Linked DNA regions of Mus musculus: all the other regions are linked to region 2. The links are chromatin contacts, called in public Hi-C and HiChIP or PLAC-seq maps. All regions are on one chromosome and are shown on one strand. The core of a region is the stretch at or near the end of the contact, and the rest is flanking DNA. Distances in the headings are between cores, read along the strand shown. Region 1 holds the start of Lactbl1 (lactamase, beta-like 1). Region 2 overlaps Luzp1 (leucine zipper protein 1). Region 3 holds the start of Htr1d (5-hydroxytryptamine (serotonin) receptor 1D).

Region 1 (4,305 bases), core at 699-3,198, 74 kb after region 2:
CAACGCCCTCTCTCCATCTCCTGACCTCCACAGAGCACACATAATTAAAATACAATATTTTAAAGGGAAATATGAGATATCTTGTATAAAAAAGAAGATGGCCAATTCCTTCCTCTCTGACGTGTGTGTGTATGTGTGTGTGTGTGTGTGTGTGTGTGTGTGTGAGAGAGAGAGAGAGAGAGAGAGAGCACGCATGTGTGCACACAGGTGCTGGCACATTGTGTATGTGTATATATGTGTATGCTTACATGTATCTCTGCATGTGTATGAGTGTGTGACTCTGTGAGTGTGTATATGTGTATGTACGTGTGTGTGTGTGTGTGTGTGTGTATGTGTGTGATTGTGTATATGTGTGTATGTGTGTGCTATTATGTGTATGTATATGTACTGGTATGTGTGTATGTGTGTATATGTGTCTGTGAGTATGTGCTGTGTGTGTATATATGTGTACGTGTGTGTGCTGGTACATGTGTGTATGTGCATGTTTATGTGTATCTCTGTGAGTATGAGTGTATATGTGAGTGTGTGACTGTGTGCAAGTGTATATATGTGTGCATATATGTGTGGCTGTGAGTATGTGTGTTTATGTGCTAGTGTGTGTATGTGTGTGTTTATGTGCTAGTGTGTGTGTGTATGTGTGTATATATGTGTGTGTGCTGGTGTGTTTCTTTGTATGTATGTGAGTATGTGTGTGTATGTATATGAATGTGTATCTGTGTCTGTGTGTGTGTTTGATCTTTCTTGTTTCACAGGTATAGAACCTGAAGACCAATTCTCCAGTAAAATACCTTTAAAGGAAGAGCAAGCTGGGACATTCCATGTACACCTTCTGCCATCTAGTGGTGATTTGCTATATGACATGGTGTGGATTCTCTTCTAGCTGAATTGGAAATAATCCGGATTTACAAGGGAGAAACACCTGCCTCCAGAAGCTGGGTCAACTTGAGTATCCAGGAGGAGTGCCACAGAAGACAGTGGAGTCATTGAGACATGGGTGGGTCCCCTAAGGGAAGTCTTGCAGGCCCTTGCAGTAAACTATCTGACTCAGATCATCAGTCCTAGCTTTGACATGCCACCCCCCCACCCCCCGACGACCTCATAGTCAGTCAGATGGAGATATAAGGAAGGCTTTGGGGACCAGGGGAGGGGGACCTGTGTCCTGTGTTCCAATCTTAGCCCTTGCTCTTCCTGGGAACTTTGAATATCAGCTCCTTTGGATGGATGGAAAGTGTGACAAGCTAGATTCTTCTTCCTGCAGTTCCTGTGCAGATCAAAGACACAGACAGCCTGTAAGATGGCTCAGTAGGTAGAGGTGCTTGCCACCACGCCTGATGACCTGAATTCAATCCCTGGGACCCACACAGTGGAAAGAGAAAACCACTTCTTGCGAGTTGTCCTCTGACATTCCCGAAAATCTAAGTCAGTCTTAGATTTTCTTAGACTTAGAAAAAAAATCTAAAGTCAGCCTTTGGACCAGATTGGGAGTTTGATACCAGAGCCAAGTCATGAGTGCCAGCCTTGGCAGAGCCAGCCCCTCCTAGGGGCAGGTCACGGGCTTCTGCCTTAGAAGCACTCTCCTACTTAATTAGCTGTAGTCATTATTGTCCTCATTTACAAAGAAACCGAGAGAGTCTCACTTCCAGGTAACAGTGGCTCTCCTGGGCACTTAATAGAAAGGCTCACACCTGTGTTCTCAGAGGTGACTGGTGAACTGGTTTGAGCTTGGAAAAGGGTTCTAAGGGCCTGAGGGTCAGATCCTGGTAGCTGTCTTTTGTCACCTCTTTTCCTGAGTTTCTTCATGCCCCCGGACTATAGCTTCTGTGGTCACATGGCATAGATGTCCGGCACTCTGATACATCTGCCCAGCTTCCCTGCTGCCAGGGCTCCTGGGAAGCTAATCCTCTAGGCAGAGGACAGCGAGGGATTAGAGCTGGAGAAATGAGGGCCACATCTGTCACGGCTGCTGGCAGTTTGGGCAAAGCTCATGCTGAGCGTTCAGGAAGACCCTTGAAACACAGGGATCCCGGTTGAAAGAGCTGAATTGTGGATTCCATTAGATCCTTCTGGAAGTAGGTAAAATGTGAGAGTCTGGGGCCTGGCAGATGGTTGTGGGGGAAGGAGCTGGAATTAGAGGCTGGTAGATTTGGGGTAGGTTTGGTGCCCTCCTTCAGGTTTGCCTGAGATAGAAGGGGTTCTGGGTCTTCTAGTGCAAGAAGCAGGATAGTCCTGGACAATCAGGCACTGCGAATCAGCCAGGCTTCTGAGCTTGGGAAGTGGGGTCCTCCTTCCCCACCATCCTCATTTTACCCCCTTTCTAGCTATTTTCTGTCCCTTCTTCTCCCAGGACATGTCTTTATTATTAATTTTATGTGTATGTATGTTTCCCCATTTATGCTTGTATCATGGGTAGGTCTGGCATCCCTGGAGAGTGTCAGAACCCCAGAAACTGTGGTTATAGATGGTTGTGAGCTACCATGTAGATGCAGGGAATTGAACCCAGATCCTCTGAAATAGCAGCAGTGCTCTTAAGCTCTGAGCCATCTCTCCGGGCCCTGTCTCCCCACTGCTCCCACTTCTTCTTGCCTTTGCTTCTCTTAGTTTCCTGTCCACAGGGTTTCCTGCGCTGCAGGCCAGAATCCTCAAGGAGCTGGAATCTTCCATGCCCTAAGGAAGATGAAGACTCGGGTGAGTCCCAATCAGGAAGTCACACATTTTCTTGGTCAACATCCCTAGCTCCTCCTCAGCTGCTTGCTCAGTGACTCTGCCCTCCTTCCCACCCTGGCTGCTTCACCTGCTTCCCCACCGGAGCCTCTGCTCTTGCTTGTTTCTCTCTGGAACAAGTAAAGCAACTATGACAGTTGAGCTAACACTTGTTATTGTAACACAACTTGTTTGCCAATCGATCCATGCTTCCTGCACAGCTCTGTAGGGGCTCACCTGAGCTCTCCCGGGGGGAGGGGCAGTCTTCTGGCTTCAAGAGGTGAAGTCATTTGTCCAGAGCTGGAAGGTGCAGAGCTGAGCTCAGGTTCTGTTTGTTGCCCTTTCCAGAGTGTTATACAAATGATGCTACAATCCGTCCGCGTTTGAGAATGGTTTATTTATTTCACTTAGCACAGTGCATTTAAGATTTATACATATTATTATATATATAGATACTCTATTCTTTATGTTGCTATGTAACATTCGATTGCATGGACCTATGAGTCATATTTTCATTCATCATTGAAGGATATTTGGTTGGTTCAGGCCTTTGAAAAGTTATAAGTAGCTAGGAGATGGCTCACTTGGTAAAGTACTCAAAGACCCAGGTTCAATCCCCAGTACTATATAAAAAACCTGAGGGGCAGTGGTTCGTACCCTCAATCCCAGTGCCGGGGAGGCAGGGACAGGCAGCTCTTTGGAGTTCTCTGGTCAGTCGGCTTCCTCTAGTCACAGAGCCTCATGTTCCAGCTGGAGATCCCGCCTCAAAAAACAAGAATAATGGAGAAAGGTATCTGATGTTGACTTTTGACTTCTATATGCACACACGTACACATGCATACACACATATGTACACATACATACACAATGCACATGTGCGCACATACACACACGTACACATACACATGTGCGCACATATACACATGTACACATGCATACACACATATGTACACATACATACACACATGCACACACACATGCACATATATACACATCTATTCATACACACATGCACACATACACATATATTTATACACACATACATTCATACAAACATGCACAAATACACACACACACATGAACACATATACACATACACTTGCATACATACATTCATACAAACATGCACACATGAACACTTACACAATGCACACATGCACACACATACACACATGCACAAATGCACACATACACATACATTCATACATAAATGCACACATACACACATGCTCACATGTACATATACACTCACGCACACATACACTTATATACACATGCACACATACATTCAAACATACACACACATGCACACATACACACATGCGTGCATACACACGTGCATTCATAAACACAGAGAAAAATGTGTTTTCACAAACGCTTAGTTACCTGGTACAGCTCCTAGACGCTCTGTTCCCACAGACAGCAGGCACTATTCGGGTACCAGCTCCAAGAGGGTGGAGATCCCTCCAGCCGGCTCACTGCCTCACCCCAGAAACCTGGTACAGCTCCGGGTGCCTAGTGACTGCTCAGGAGAAAGGTCGGGGACAAGGAAGGGAGCTTTCAGATGCAAGTCACCTTGTCAGATGTAAAGGGCGACACCTGGGA
Region 2 (4,484 bases), core at 749-3,248:
TGGCTACCTTTGTGAAGTAGATGTCATTGCCTTATCACTAGACTAGGAATTTGGAAAGCCACTTTTCCCCACCCCTCCTGGCTTTGTCATTCCTTGCTCTGTGATCTTTGGCAAGTCTTCTTGAAGCCTCAGTTTTCCCTATCTTTAAAATGAGTTCTTTGTTGGTTGCGTGCATGTGTACCCATGTGTCACCTGCAGATGCATGCTGGGGATTGAGCATAGGACCTGGTGTGCAAGGCAGGTGTTCTGCCACTGCTGCTTCCCAGCTCAGAATGAGTTCTATAGAGTGGATGACCTCTTAAGGCCTTAACTTTGTGTTCTACACTTGTTTCACCCATCAGTGTGAGCTGACTCTTGGTTTTGGAAGGTGATGTCCACATGAGTCTGGGGAACATCTTTCTGCCTTCAGTTGTTTCTGGGTCTTTTTTCTCTTTTCCTCATGTGTCTGTCATGGGGATGAGTCTGTAAGGCCTGTTTTCAATGAGGTAAAGGGATTGGATTGGGTGGTCTCAGGTTTATGTGGCTCTTGCCCAGTGCCACATTTCCTGGCTTTCAAGCTAGGTGCTTTTTATAACGTAAGTCTGTTTGATTCCTGTTCCCGTGCCTTTCCTGTGAATTTCCTGGCCACAGGGAAGACACAGGACATCCTCAGGAGGACTGAGTAGTCTCCCTTCACCCTTCTTAGCACACACACACTGGCACTTATCTGCCCTTGTCTGCATCAGACTCAGCCATCCTGCCAGGGTGTGGGGAGATCTACCATGTTTTGTTTGTTTGCTTCCCCCAGCCCCCAAGGGACAGGAATAACTAGCACTTCTGTTTTAATGGAGTTTTGCTAACCTGAGGGCATTGCCATGTGTCTTGCCTCCACATCCCAACTTGATAGACAACTAAGATAGTGTTTTCAAGATCTGTTCCTGCTGCTGCTTTTAGGTTACTGGCCAGAAACTCCTTAATTCAAGGCTGCAACCTCTCACTTGCAGTGCCCCCTGCCACTCTCCTGTACCAATTGGCAGCCCTGAGAGTTAAAAGGAAACAGACCCCTGTGGTGGTCCACTGAAGAGTATAGGAAATTAAGTCTGTGGCTCTTCTCTGCTGATAAAAACAGAGGGGCACCAAGCCCTGCCTCAAAATATCTCGTCAATAATTTTTGTCTTTGGGTGTTGAGCCCTGGATTCTTCTGGTGCTGTAGCTCCTGGTGCCAAAGTCTGGATCTTTCCACATTTTAGCAGCACCAACACCTGCTGCTATTTGAAATGTTCTGTGGAAAAGGGACAGCTGTGGGATGCCATTTTGAAAATCTGAGTGCAATAGCATTTGATTGTAACAATTATTTCAGGATATTTTGTTTCTTTAGTCTGCACACTTTGTAGTCCTGCCATAAAGTAGATTTTATTTTTAAATACCTTCAGCATTGCAAATGTTTATACCAAGCAAATGGAGGCTAGAGGGTTCAAGTCCCCTTGGGCCTCATATGGATGGCTAGACTGACTCTGATTTCAAGGTCGAAAGACATATCACTTCTGAAAACACCAAGATGTAACCTTTGGGCCCAAGCCAGAAGCTGCAGGAAGCCTCCACATAGAAGGGAGACTGGTATTCAAACCATTGTCTAATCAAGCCAAATATTCCCCACTAAAAGACCCACTTTCCTGACAGTGCTTCTCTAAAGTTTGGGTAGGTGGCTAAATTGAGCCAGCAGGTCAGGAGTCTATGAGAGTTCTGAGTACAGGAACCTGGTCCTGGATATGCTTGGTTGGAGGATGAAGAGCTGGCTACATGCCAGGAACTGCTATCTTCCACTTGCTGCTGTTACCAGCTACTCTGGTATTGAAACAATCAGAAAAGGCTGCAGGGTGGCAGGCCAGGAAGCTAAGACAACTCTGAGGCAGTGAGACAGTTCAAATGAGTTGAAGAGATCTGTGTGGGACCAAGGCTACAGGCAAGCTTGCACACCAGCCATCCCTCTCAAGTGGCAGGGGCCGGTGCCTAGAGCAATAGTGGATTTCTTGTCCTGGGCTGTGTTAGTTGTTTAGATTTAATGGGTCAGTAAAGGAACAGGGACTCAGAGGCTGGCCCATGGCCACCTTTGTTGGCATGGGTTTCTATTCTGACAAAGAATGCTTTGTAAGAGCTGCTTTTTAGGGATTATCTTTTAAACACCCTGAATGGGGAACAGGGTTCTCCTCTACCACCTCAACCAGAGTCATAGGAAAGAGGTCCTATTTTCCTGCTGCTTCACAGCTCAGAACATGTATTGAATGGAATGTATTTTTAAGAGAATAAAGTCTATTTTTTTGTATTTTAAAGATTGAGAGGGCTAGAAAGGTAGATAGCCCTTAAATAAACTTACGCATGATAGGTCCTTTGCTGGGGCCTCAGCTGTTGGTCTACACCTGCCCAGGCAGGTGGCTCTGGCTTCACCTCTGCCCCTTGGAGTCTAGGTGCAGCAGCTTCTACATTCCTGCTCCAAGCACGGGACCAGAGAGGCCAGAACCTGCCTCTGGAAAGCAGGGCACAGCCACAGGCAGTGGCTCAGGGCTCCTTGGGTGCATGTGTATAGTTGAAGCTGCCTGTCTGCATGTATCCTTTGGCTGTAATGCTCTCTGTTGGCTCTGCAGCACAATATTGTAACCAATAAAGCTCCCTTGTTTCTATATGCTCCTTTGAGTCAGTGATGCCAATTTTGTCAATATAATTTCTGGAAACAGCTGTTATCTCTGAATTGGTACTGCTGGTATAGCATTTCACAAATTTAGGCAAAATACAGAGTTAAAACTAGCAGCTAACTCTTTGCTCTATTTTCTTTTTAGCCTTGTCTGTTGTCAAAGAGAATTTCTCTGAAATTATATGCCTTTAATCCCAACAGTTTTAGGATAGCCAGGTCTACACAGTGAGACCTTGTCTTAAAAGCATCTGCCATTTACTGTGCCAGAAATCACCCTTCCATCTCTAACATCATTTTTCTATTGCTGTCACACGGGGAGATTAGGAGAAAAGCCCCCACTCCATTTTCATCGTCTAACCAAACCCAGAATAATGTTCCTTAACTCAGCTTCATTTAGAGCTAGGTATAGTGATGCAGACCAATAATCCCAGTACATGGAGGCAAAAAGATCTTGAGTTCAAGGCACAAGATCTGAGTATGCACGCGCACACACACACACACACACACCCCACACACACCACTATAGCAGTGAAGACTTTACAGATACTATATTTAGAGATGGGGAGATTATATTTGGGGTATAGGTACTATTATAGCAGCTATAGAGGAGACAGTTCAATTACAAGGTGCTCTATGCCAACACATGATCACCAGCACATGAGAAGTGCAAAGAAACATTCCCATGTAACCTTTCATTTAATAGACTGCCATTAAGAACTATAGTGGGGCTGGAGAGAGAGCTCCATGGTTAAGAGCAGTTGCAGCTCTTGGAGAGAACACGTTTGGTTCCTAGCACCCAAATGAAGGCTCATGGGCACCAAACCCACATAGGCAAACACTGATACACAAAAAGCTTTAAAAAAGAAGCTTTAAAAAAGGTGCTGCATGTGTAGGAGAGCCCTCGGACCCTCCTCACAGACAGGGAGAGAACAGATGAGCTATTGCCAGAGGTAGGATTTTGCATTTCCAAGGGAGCAGCACTTGTGTACTGTGTATATACAACTTTAATCCAAAAGATCCAAAAGTTAGAGAGATGGTTCAATGGTTAAATAAAACCACACTCTTCTTGCAGAGGACCTGAGTTTGGTTCCCAACAACTATGGTGGTTTGGATGGTTTAGAACCACCTGTGACCAGCACCAGCGCCTTTGGCCTCCACAGGCACCCACTTTAAATGTGCATTCCAACATAGACACACACACACACAATTAAAAATAAATTTTCATATAAAATTATTTTAAAGTTTTATTCTCAAAATATATTAAAAAAAAACAAAAACAAACAAACACCATAGACTAAGAGGTTATCTCACACCACTTGCTTCTCGAGCAGTCTTTATGGAGCTGTACTTCCAAATCAATGGGTAAGTTGCTGTCAGCCAAAGGAGCCAGCCTCTGCTGTCAAACTAGGAGTCCCAGTAGCTGATGACATGGAGTTTCTCAGTAGGATCTAGTATTGCTAGAAGAGCTTGCTTACGTGGCAGATGACATGCCGTTGGATCTCTCTGTTCAGAACCATCTGTCTCACATACTTGGGGACTGCTGTGCAGGGACACCTGGTGTGGCCTGACGAGGCAAAGTGTACATGGCTCCCAAAAACTGGTCGGCAATCCTTCCTGCTTCTCGAAGCCCACTCAACAGAGCACCATGGACTGTAGCTGGGTAGTTCCGGATTGTGTGTTCTCCAGCAAAGAAGAGTCTTGGGATTGGCTAGTGGGGATAGAGGTAGGGGAATCACCAAGTTGCAAACATAACTTTATTGTGTTCAAATCGCTAAATTCCTGTTGACTTTTGAAGACCTATCTGCTACCATCACTA
Region 3 (4,472 bases), core at 1,151-3,650, 120 kb before region 2:
CCCTCCAGCACAGGTCATTTACTCCCTACAGCTCCGTCCCATCCAAAGCCTCTGCAGCAAGTACCTGTCCTGCGGTTGTTTGGTTGTTTGTTTGGTGCCTCTGCACAGCGACTGCCCCTGGGGAACCTTCTCTGCACCCCTTGCCTAGATGCCTCTGGCCTGTCTTGGAGGCTCAAGGCCAGGGTGACCCCTCCCATGTGCCTATACCCAAGGGCTTGTATACCTCTTCCTCTGCTTCTGCTTCCCACATTCTGCTCTCCCCAGCTGTGTGGAGGTTTCCTCCCGGGGGGGGGGGGGGCGGCAGAGATGGCACTTTGCACAAATGCTAGTCCCGGGAAGGACTGAGAATCTGAAGTGAACTCCCTCCATACACATAGCTATTTCCATCAACATTGCCCTGAGCAGTTCTATAAGCAGGTGCTATTAGAAGGTATTGATTGCTTTAGGTGTGTCCTTTTCTCCTGTCCTTTCTTCTTCCCTTTCTCCTCCTCCTCTTCCTCCTTTTTTCCTCTTCTTTCCCCCCCACCCCCCCACCATCATCACCATCATCATTATTTTGAGACAGTCTCATAGAGTCTAGACTGGGCTCAGACTCCCTGTGAATGTAGCCAGTGACCTTGAACTTCTAATCTTCCCTAGTGCTGGGATTAAGGCATGTGCCGCTACTCTTTGTTTATTAGATGCTGGGTGTTGAAGTCAGGTGTTTGTGCATGCTAGGCCAGTATGCTTCCAACTGAGCTATGTTGCGCATATCTTTCCCCAGGGCTGCTTCAGATAAAAGACACACACACACACACACACACACACACACACACACTCGTGACATGCCACTGTCTACTCTAAAGTATGTAGTTTTCAGCTGCAAGACCTCAGGGTAGGACCTTGGCAGCTGCCATGCTGGGCTGTGTATCAGGACCCTCTGGCCCTCCACAGGGGTTCAGCCAGGACACTAGTAGCACAGCCTATATTAAGGCCACCTATGTTTGGCATTGCTCAATCTCCCCATCTCCAGTGTGGGGAAAGAGCCAAGGGCCTAAAGAGAGGAGAGACGGCTGATTGAGGTGTGGCTGCCCATAACTCCTGTCTATTCATGCCGTGGATTTATTTGCCTGGGATCTGCGCTAAGACAAAAAGAACCTCTGCATTATTAATGACCATTGATCACAGCCTTCCAAAAAAGAGAGACTGAGAGAGATGGAGGCTCCAAGCCAATCACAAATGACAGACCAGGAGAGCAAGGGGTGGGGGCGGAAGGGGAGGGCCAGGTGGGCAGAGAGTTTGGCGCAAATAGAAGGACACGGAAGGACGCTGCAAGCAAGGCGTGGAATAGCTGCTGAGTTCTCAGTGTGCTGGTGTGCCAGATGTCAAACAGCTGTGTGGGTGCTGGTGGGTGTTTCCGGATCTCCCTATGCACTCCCCCCCAAAGGAGACTCAAAGACACAACTTTTACCAGGGATGAAGAGTCGCGGTCACTTCATGATGCTAATAGGGTCAATTCATCAAGAACACATAACCAGTCTACTGGTGGATGCTGGTGATAACAAGACATGAGAATATACAAACAGTAAGGAGACACAGTGGGTGGGCAAGGACACGGAAGGCCAGGTCCACCGGAGCTGTAAGGAACCTGGTCAAGCAGGAGTCTTTGCCCTCCCTGTCTTTGAACTCAGCTCTCTCTCTCTCTCTCTCTCTCTCTCTCTCTCTCTCTCTCTCTCTCTCTCTCTCTCTCTCTTTCTTTTTCTGGCTCTCTACATCCGCAGCCCCTACTAAACGCTGAATAAGGGAGCTGGCGGTCATATCTGCTGCCCCAACTTTGGGATCACTCTGCTTGCCCAGCAGGAAACTGTACTCATTCCACCTCTGGTGTGTGGCCGGGACGCTTCCTACCTCCGGTCTGTCCTGAGAGGCTGCTTTCCCGGTGAGACTTTCTCCCCTCCCCCGCCCTCCCACCGCCTCCGACCACCCTGTCCACTCCCCACCTCCTTTCTTGCTTTATTTTCCTCCTGAAACATCTGTCATCTCATTAAGTACATCGTATCCGCCCCAGTAGAACGTGAGCCCCAAGGGGCGGGGGTTGCACAATGGTTTTAAGCCCAGTGCATAGCCGGTGCAGATATAAAGCAGATCGATAAATACTTGCTAAATTAAAGGTAGGGGGCGGGAGACTCAGCTTGTGAGGAACCCGCGGATGGAGTCTAGGCACGGTCCACTTTCCCCGGACAGTCCATTCCTTCCTACAGGTGGGCCTCCTCCACCCGCATCCCCTGCGTCCTCCTACCGTGGGGTTGGGGCAGGGGCTCCGGGCGGGCCTCCCCTGCTGTGGGCGGGAGGCCGAGTGGGGAGCGAGCCCAGCGGGGGAGGAGCCGGGGAGCAGAGCACGGAGCAGCGGCGGGCGCGGGCAGGAGCCCGGAGCCCGAGCTGCAGGCGCGGAGGGCGGCGGCGCCCGGAGCTCAGCGGGGGTCGTGGAGGAGGCCGGGCTGCAGCCCTCAGGGGTGCGAGGCGCCCACGGCGTTGTTCCGTACCTCCCGGCAGGGAGCTGGTAAGCGCGGGAGCTTGGGGCGTCGCAGCCTCGCGGGGCTGAGCCTAGCCGGGCGGGTCCTGATGGGTCACCTGGCGTCCCGCCTCTGTGCGCCTCTCGGACGGGACAGGAGCGCACGGAAAGACGGTCCCAAAGGACCATCGGGGCCCGAAGGGAGCATCCCGGATGGTTGTCCAAAGCCCTGGATCGTGGGGTGGGTGGAGGGATTCCCCAGGGGAGGCTGCGGGACCCTGGGAGAGCGTCCTCCGTGTCCCGCGCTCTGGGAAGATCCCACTGGACAAGAGTGCCCCCCCACCTCGGCCCGAGGTGAAACGTCTACCCCCAGGTGGCCCCGGTGACGGCCTAGGGAATCGGGGAGCCCTCTACCGGCCAGGTCAGGGGTGACGCCAGTACGGGAGGGGACTTGAAGGAGCGTCCAGTTTGGAGCTCGGGTTTGGAAAGGGCCCTGACTTGCTTGTGACCTTGGGCAGGTCACTGCTTCTCTCTGAGCCTCAGTGTGCACATCTCTCAAATGGAGAGGACGCTTCCCTTCACTGCGGATTGGTGGGAGTGGGTGAGAGACCGTGGATGCCTTTTTATACGCGGTAAAGTTCTCTGCAAATCCTAGCTTTTCGAGCAACATCAGAACTGCAGAGAGCTCAGGGAGATTGGCTTTATTGCAGATGGGAAGAAGGTGGCAAAAATCTTGCCCAAAGTCTCAGTACTTGTAGAATGTAATACTCAACGCCCCCGGCCCGGCCCCCACCCCCACCCCCACCCCCACCTGCTCCCACTCGCTGGGTTTGGGGACCATCAGAGATTAAGATCCTAATACTCTCAGGCTGGCCACATTAGCAAACTAGCCCTGGCTACTTGCTTAGCTGCTTAGTCCTCTGAGCATTGGCTCCCTCCTATATGAAACGAGAGTGACAACGACCACACTCCAGGTTTGCTTTGCAAAATCAAATGGAATCACTGCCTAGTATTACATCTGACCTCAGACAGGAACTCGGCCTTCCTCGCCAGGCTTTGTAGTAGCAACCTCAGATCTCATCTTGGGAATTGCTTTATGGCAGTGGTCCTCAAACTCTGAGTCTCAACCCCTTTGAGACTCGACCGACCTTTTCACGGGGGTGGGGGTGCGGGTTGCCTAAGAGTTCAGAAAACACAGATACTTACATTATGATTTATAAAAGTAGCAAAATTACAATTATGAAGTAGCAACAAAAAAATAATGATTTTATGGTTGAGGGTCACCACCACATGAAGAACTGTGTTGAAGAGCGGCAGCATCAGGAAGGCTGAGAACACCTTATGGTGTTTTCTAGTGGCATTTGTGTTGCAGGTCTGTGCTTTCCTCTACATGCCAGTGACATTGGCTAGACTCTCAGCCCTTCCTATAATGGTCCTTTTATGACAACAGCAAGCTGGCCACTTGGGCAGCTGAGCTTTGATCACTGATATTTCCCAGTTGGTTGGCAGAAAGTGGGCTTTATTCAAGAGACCAGGACTCCATTGGAAGCTGGAGTCCAGGCCAGTAGGTATAAGTGGCAGGGTCTAGGGCCCCCACTCTTCTCTATCCGATGACAGGACCAGGAATATAAAGATGGCTCTTTGCCTTTACTATCTCCCTGATAGAGAGTGGATCTGCTGTGGTCCCTTCTCTCTCTGGATGGATAACGTTTCTTTTTGGCAAGGGTGATATGAACACAGACAGAAATATGTTCTGAGGCTGGCATTCCCAGACCTGAGAGGGAGCCCTCCTTGTTGAGATGGCTCACAGCAGGCCCACAGGGTCCAAGGTCAACATACAGGAAGCCAGATCCAATTTAAGGTGTCCCCATCCCCCTGACTCCCCCTCCACAGTGAACACTGTGGCCACATATTCCTCTTTGTTGGTTTTTTTTGTTTGTTTGTTTTTTGTTTTTTGTTTTTTTTTTTTTTTTTGCAGGCT

Evidence for each region. A called contact is a pair of places that touch in the nucleus more often than the background predicts. HiChIP or PLAC-seq counts read pairs in DNA pulled down with a chosen protein or histone mark.
Region 1: a Hi-C map of stem cell-derived neural progenitor cells shows a contact between it and region 2, with 2.1 times the contacts expected there. The contact joins the promoter of Lactbl1 here to the enhancer-like site in region 2. A contact is called at or near these places in 20 of 39 promoter capture datasets (the 3T3-L1 cell line, 3T3-L1-derived adipocytes, the C10 cell line and 15 more), 50 of 484 Hi-C or Micro-C datasets (3T3-L1-derived adipocytes, 8-cell embryo, B cells and 26 more), 4 of 115 datasets of contacts at active chromatin or transcription factors (the 230-238 cell line and embryonic stem cells) and 5 of 9 other capture datasets (adipose tissue, embryonic stem cells, liver and 2 more).
Region 3: an H3K4me3 HiChIP or PLAC-seq map of stem cell-derived neural progenitor cells shows a contact between it and region 2, with 3 times the contacts expected there. The contact joins the promoter of Htr1d here to the enhancer-like site in region 2. A contact is called at or near these places in 19 of 39 promoter capture datasets (the 3T3-L1 cell line, 3T3-L1-derived adipocytes, the C10 cell line and 11 more), 3 of 484 Hi-C or Micro-C datasets (the F1.1 cell line, bone marrow-derived macrophages and embryonic retina), 5 of 115 datasets of contacts at active chromatin or transcription factors (embryonic stem cells and stem cell-derived neural progenitor cells) and 5 of 9 other capture datasets (adipose tissue, embryonic stem cells, liver and 2 more).

Annotation. Positions count from the first base shown.
Region 1 is chr4:136,620,673-136,624,977 of GRCm38.p6, forward strand. Lactbl1 (lactamase, beta-like 1) reads left to right here and starts at 1,949. Exons shown (of 8, transcript NM_001243262.1): 1 at 1,949-2,069; 2 at 2,613-2,685. The coding sequence starts at 2,674.
Region 2 is chr4:136,546,658-136,551,141 of GRCm38.p6, forward strand. Luzp1 (leucine zipper protein 1) reads left to right here. Exons shown (of 5, transcript NM_024452.2): 5 at 1-2,661. Kdm1a (lysine (K)-specific demethylase 1A) reads right to left here. Exons shown (of 20, transcript NM_001347221.1): 20 at 3,876-4,376. The coding sequence ends at 4,191. Among named protein-coding and RNA genes, the nearest start is that of Kdm1a, 54 kb to the right of the region's middle. Within about 2 kb of position 1,999, at least 36 of the 459 cell types and tissues checked have an H3K27ac peak or open chromatin away from gene starts, as enhancers often do. A contact at or near this core is called in hippocampal neurons, neural progenitor cells and stem cell-derived neural progenitor cells, where this site is marked.
Region 3 is chr4:136,422,212-136,426,683 of GRCm38.p6, forward strand. It overlaps Htr1d (5-hydroxytryptamine (serotonin) receptor 1D), which reads left to right and starts at 2,401. Exons shown (of 2, transcript NM_001285484.1): 1 at 2,401-2,539.